2 separate regions of the Mus musculus genome follow, and region 2 is linked to region 1. Evidence: chromatin contacts called from public Hi-C data. All regions are on one chromosome and are shown on one strand. Each heading gives the region's core, a stretch centred on a gene start, on an enhancer-like site or on the middle of the called end of the contact. The rest is flanking DNA. Distances are from core to core; before and after follow the strand shown.

Region 1 (2,926 bases), core at 176-2,675:
ACAGTGAGTTGGAGAATAGCTTAGGCTGTCTCCAAAAGAATAATAAAACAAATGACAAAAGTCAGTCTCAAGAAGCCGGGGACCATGTCTGTTTCATGTTCTGCTCTATGCCTACAGCCTAGAACATAACGAATGCTCGACAAGTTACCAGGCTCGTGCATGCTAGGCAAGCACTCTATTTCCCAGTTCCCAACAAGACTTTGTTAAATGTAGGAAGCACCAGGGGTGAACTGAATGAGGAACACAGATGCCTTGAGGCTAGGGAACTCTGTGAAAAAGGAAAGTACAAGCTATATGCAGATGAAAGGGAAAAGCAACTTAGAATAGGATCCTAGAAATCTTGCTAATGAAGCTAGAACCTCACATGTGGCTTAGGAGTAGGCCATTTCCCAAACTTTACTAAGATAAACAGCAAACACAATGCATGACCAGGTCTGCCAGGCCTGGGTTACATAGGATCTAAGGAATTTATCCTTTGTAAGCTGCCTTCCAAATTCAGACATAGTACAGAATCCTCTGGGAATCAGGTAGACCTGACATAGTCCCTGAACACACCGTGTACTTCCTTTAGCTGGACCAGTACCACTGGGGAAGTGACAACTCACAGATGATCTCCCTGTTCCACTTTCTTGCACGGGATGACAATGAGTTCTCACATGGGAGTTCTAATTCTTGGATTCTGATAAGAAAGTTCCCAAAACTCTGTAGAAATTCCAAGGCACAGTTCACAGAACCCACACACAGACTAGTGTAAATAAACTGCTAAGCAATAGGTTACAACACTGGTTACATGAGTACAATAAGGGCCCCTCAAATCTTCTTTTGTTCTGTTTTCATTCATATGGTCTTTTTTTTGTTTACATTCATATGTTCTGTTTTCTCTATGCTGGGTACAGTTCTATAAGAAACTGTTAACTCCTCTGCCTAAGCTCAAGAGACAGGAATTGTCAACATCCTTATCTGTACTCTAGATCAGAACAAAGGCTCAAAGAGACTCAGCAACCTAACCACAGAGCTTGCTAAGCCAGAGAGGAAGGCTTCACAGAGCATCCAGGCACAGCTCTAGTCTGACTTTCCTGGGGTACAAATCTAAGTACCAGAAACTGGCTTCAGTCATCTGGGTGCTCCTTTTTTCTGAGCCCATTCCTTGCACGGTTCTCTTTTGATGCTAGCCTGGGAAAATACAATTTAAATAAAAAGGCTCTGTACAGCCATCTTGAGGAGGGAAAGGAGTCAAATACAATGAGGCTATTTGACTGGTGGCACGAGGGCAGACAGAGGCTGGTGGCCGACCATCTGGGAATCAGAGAGTAGGATGAGTCTAGAGTGGCTCAGGCTTGGTTATCTGTGTGGGGACCTGCACTACACTTGACCTGTGAGAGAGGGAGCCATTTCACCATCATAAGGATGTTTCGTTCAAGAAAGCTGTGCCCTCCTCAGGTTGCTAAGTGAAACAGATGAGACCATGCCCAGAAGAGCTTTCTTTAGTATGCAGTAAAGGCTTCACTACTGGCAGCCACTGTCGTCATGATCAACCACCACCTTAGTCTTCCACCAGAGCGTTCCAGCCTTGTGCATCAGAATGCAGACATCTTCTACAAGGAGCAACTAAGTGGAAATCAGCATCACACCTGCCCATCCTGAGGAGGCCCCAGGGAATAGGTACTGACACATGTTCAGTGGTGTGTGGGCCTGAGTGCTGGGCCTGACCAAGGGCTTACTTATCTATCATATGCTTCTGTCTGGCTTCCTGGCTTTTCCCTGCCTTTTCTCTATTCCACAAAGCGATGTATACTGCAGTGTAAAACCTAGATCAGAGTATCTGGCTCTGGGAACCCTAGTTACAAGTGCAGAGAAATTGAGCAACCTGTAACGACACTCTTTGTGTTACACATTCCTGATTTTAGCTCTTCTCTAATTTGCAGGTTCTGAGAACTAATACGAGGACGATCCACACTGGGCTCCTCAGCTTTCTCTCCCTCCCCTCAGATGAGATACCCTGTGTCCCAGAGATAGCTGACCACAGTACCTATTCCTATGCAAAGCATATGAAGATGGAATGGGGAGGACATATCAGTGTATTCAGGTCAGACAGGGTGTTCAAATCTCCAATCTTTGTTCACTTGGAGTCTTGGCCAAGCATCCTGAATTCTTCTGATAATTAAATGGTCTACAACATGGAAGGCCTTCAAACAGGCAGACCAAACACTCACTAAGATGTCAGTAGCCATTGTTATTATTCACTGTCACTACTATACTACTGCTGATGCCATCAGCTGTGAAGCCTTGAGCAATTCACTGAATATCCCTGAAACCAACTTCCTATGTGGAAAAAAAAAAAACAATAAACAATAAGATAGTCACTACACTACTTTGAAAGTAGTAGGTACTGCTACAGTGGAAGCTGCTCAAATATTATCACCCAATGGGACAGTCCTGCACAAGATCTGGTGTGCATTCTAGGCTTCCCATGAATCACAGAGCAGTGAGTGAAAACTCAGACCTTCAGAGTTCTAAAGCAAGTGAGAAAAGTAGACAGAAGGCACTCTCAGTGCTCCGTTTCAGAAGAGCCTCGGGAAAAGCCACCCAAGTATTCAACGCTGTTCCCCCACTCTTCCCTCCAAAGCTACTGGCTTCCAGTCTCTGCTGTTAGAGGTGGTAGCTACATCAGAGGTCTGTATCAGCAACCTTCAAGTAAAGCACATCCTAGCCCCTGGCCTTCTCAATTCCGTGGATGCTGTCTTCTCCCGGGGACCATGATCCCTAGGGAAGTTAGATCTTCTTTTAACACCAGAAGGGAGGTCATGTAAAAAATAAGACCATTGGGCTTTAAAGCCCTAAGGAGCTCTGAGGTTTCATGGCCAAGAGGCAGGTGTGTTTTCGCCCTTTGTGGCACACTGGCTAGCATGAAAACAAAGGCTGCAGT
Region 2 (3,049 bases), core at 179-2,678, 1.3 Mb after region 1:
CCCAGGACCTGAACTTCTTCCACCATAATCGTTAGTCCAGCCCTCCTACCCCCCCAACCCCCCAGGATTAAGAAGCAGGATCTGGAGCTAGCCTTCCTGTTCTTCTTTCTTCCTGTCTTGTTTCATGCTCTGTGATTACAAATGAGTGACTCAACACGTCTGGGTCTGATTTTCTCATCTGAGAAATGGATCACCATAAGGGAAGAATTAGTCAATTGTATTTAAACAGTTTAGTGTTTAGGGTTTAGTGCTAGAGCAAAGGCACTCAGTGCATGCTAATTGGTGGTACAGTTTTTTTTTTCTCTCCCATTTTTTTAAACAATTATCTTATTTATTTGTTTGTTTATTTGTTTGTTTATTATTGTGTGTACTTGTGGTGTGTGTGTATGTGTGTGTGTGTGTGTATCCACTTGCACGCTCACTTATAAAACTGAGGCAGTTTGCAGAAGATCTTTTCTTTCCGTCTTGTGGAGACCTGAGATAGAACTCAGGCTGCAGCTTTGGCAGGAAGCACCTTTGCTGGCTGAGCCTTCTCACTGGCCCCAAAGACGGCTTTTCTGAGTTAGGGTGCATTCAGATGAGGAAGTGTTTTCTCTCAGCAACAAATGACCTGCAGGACTTGGCAACTGTCCAGCTGTTACAGCTTTGGGGAACTTGAAGCAATGTCTGTGGGGTAGAATTAGTTTCAAAAGCTTGTGATGATAGCCCAGACTGCCATCTACTAACAGCATGGACGAGCCTTTTTATTCTCTTTGGCTATATAACTATTTCTCTAGATGCTCAACACAAGCCCACACCTCTGTATTCCCTATCCTCCATGTCAGGAAAGGACACCCCAGAAGAACCTAACAGATAGCCAGGCCAAGTAAACACTCACCGGAAGGAAATGGGGAACTCTGGACCGGAAAAGACGTTTCACACATTTGTAAGCTCAAGTCTTCTAGGTATTCAGTGACTTACTGCCAAACAAATCTTCATTTCTGCATGCAGCTACCCAGTGTAGTCACCTTGACAGACAGTGACTCCTCCATGTGTGCCTGCTGTAGTCAGTGCCAAACATGTACACAAATGTGTCTTCAGTTGGTTTGTTACTTTTTTGTCCAGGGTTCCTCAGAAGAATTTTGTCAACACATTAGGTCTCTTCCTCTGTGATCGACTATTCTCTTTTCCTTCTCTCTCTCTCAAAGAGAGTTCAGCTGTCTTCTCTCACCTCCTGCCCCTAGGACCCCTAGTCTTCCCAGCTACCTTCTATATAGACTTCCTAAAACAAGCAGTTCGGATTGCTGCTTCTGTTTCCTGCTGCCTGCTGTGGGTAGCTGCTCTCAGTTCATTTTACCTGAAATCAGGCATGCCCTCCCTTCTCCTATCACCCATCTGTCCAGTTGGACACATATTAACTTAAAAAATATCTCATAGAAAAGAAGAAGTGATGTTTTCACAAATTAGACCCAGATCCTGTTCTCAAGTTTACACAACAAAGACTGCACAGACAGGGACTTATTTAATTTCAGTTTCTCAATGTAGATGCCACCCTTAGGGACAAAATAGCTGCAAAGCAATTAGCTACAGGTTACTGGTTAAGTAAAGGGTACCACGCAGCCCTGCCAAGTTGACACCTCAAGCCGGTTTTATTGTGGGCAACAACTGCCCACCAAAGCACATAACCTGTCTCAAAGAGTAGCCCAGCTTGAATGATGCCTACTTGTTAGAGGTAAGATGTTTAAAGTCAAGGAAAATGAAAGTCTCCATGCACCAGACATCTTGCTTCAATTTCAAGTTCACGGCATTGTTCTAGAAATCAGACAGGGTGTGTGTGCGCAGGGCCAGAAGTGCAAAGCTTTGTCTTTGCATGCCCCTGGACAGTATGTACATTAACTGTAGTGTCACAAAAATGTTACTGTTCTCACCAACCACTCTTCTTGCACAGCCAATCAAAAGAGAAACCTGTGGGTTTCAACTTTACAAAAACCCACTTCCTAGATCTCAGAACCAATTACTGAAAGACTCAATTGAGATTCATTATCTTTAAAAAGTTAATTTGCCTTGAATGTCTTGAGGGAGATTAGTGTGCCTGGAAGGTCCTCTTTATGTGCATTGCTGAGATCAGCAAGGTAGGGTTCAAAAGGTCTATACCTTCTCTTCAGAATTCAGAAAATTGAATTCCAGTCTGACTCACAAAGTGATCTTTCTGTCACTCAGAATGCTCCTGACACTGTGAAGAACCCACTAACACCAGACATCGCTCCTATCCTCGTACCAGACTGTGTTGACAACGGTTCCCAGCTTGAGTTTTCTGAGGTGGACAACTCATCGCAGGGCAGTATGTGCCTTTCAGACCAGTGTCAAGATAACATCAGCCAGAGCATTCACATAAGACAGCACAGACTATCACATACCCTCCCTCTCTTCCTCACCTCACTTGTCTTTCTATCTTCTTTTTTTTTTTTTTTGTCTTGTAATGTAGTCCAGGCTATCCCAGAACTCCTGTCCCTTCCATCTCTGCAGTACTGAGACTACAGGCATAGGCCCCATCGCACTCCCAGGTATCTTTTTGTGAAGAGCTGCATCAGCATGTTACTGAAGAAACACAACTGAGGGCGCTATCTGTGGCTTAATGAGTCAGCAGCTCACCATGTTTCTTTGCCCCCAGGTCTTGCCTTTTCTTCAGGTCTTAAGCGACTTGTTTTGCTCAAGTCCTGAAAACATTTACTTCCACGTCATCTTCCGCTACAGGAGCCATGCTTCTTCCGTTCCCTTTCTGGGTGCCTTGGGGGGGGGGGGGTCACGTTCCCTTTCTGGGTGCTTTGGGGGGTCACTCTTTGCTCTGCTCCTCAGGATTTTGGATAGACTCTTTCGTGCAAACAGAAAAGCTCCCCCAAATTATGGTTATTTACTTCAACAAAATGGTTCCGGAAAATCCACTTAAATTCTTTTCTACTCTCAACGTGGGTCGTTTCTTTCTAAAAGATCTGGCATGGAACACAAGCCATAGGCAGATATGTGTCAACAGGCTGTCATAGCATATACTAAGTAAGGTATTTGCTACTAG

The links. Hi-C and Micro-C count contacts between places; a contact is called where the count stands out from the background.
Region 2: a Hi-C map of CD8 T cells shows a contact between it and region 1, with 4 times the contacts expected there. The contact joins two enhancer-like sites. A contact is called at or near these places in 3 of 484 Hi-C or Micro-C datasets (CD4 T cells, CD8 T cells and regulatory T cells) and 2 of 115 datasets of contacts at active chromatin or transcription factors (double positive thymocytes and thymic regulatory T cells).

Annotation. Positions count from the first base shown.
Region 1 is chr4:101,166,961-101,169,886 of GRCm38.p6, forward strand. The region is part of intron 11 of Jak1 (Janus kinase 1); the gene reads right to left. Among named protein-coding and RNA genes, the nearest start is that of Gm24468, 18 kb to the right of the region's middle. Within about 2 kb of position 1,426, at least 66 of the 459 cell types and tissues checked have an H3K27ac peak or open chromatin away from gene starts, as enhancers often do. A contact at or near this core is called in CD8 T cells and regulatory T cells, where this site is marked.
Region 2 is chr4:102,516,588-102,519,636 of GRCm38.p6, forward strand. The region is part of intron 5 of Pde4b (phosphodiesterase 4B, cAMP specific); the gene reads left to right. Among named protein-coding and RNA genes, the nearest start is that of Gm52668, 2.6 kb to the left of the region's middle. Within about 2 kb of position 1,429, at least 24 of the 459 cell types and tissues checked have an H3K27ac peak or open chromatin away from gene starts, as enhancers often do. A contact at or near this core is called in CD8 T cells and regulatory T cells, where this site is marked.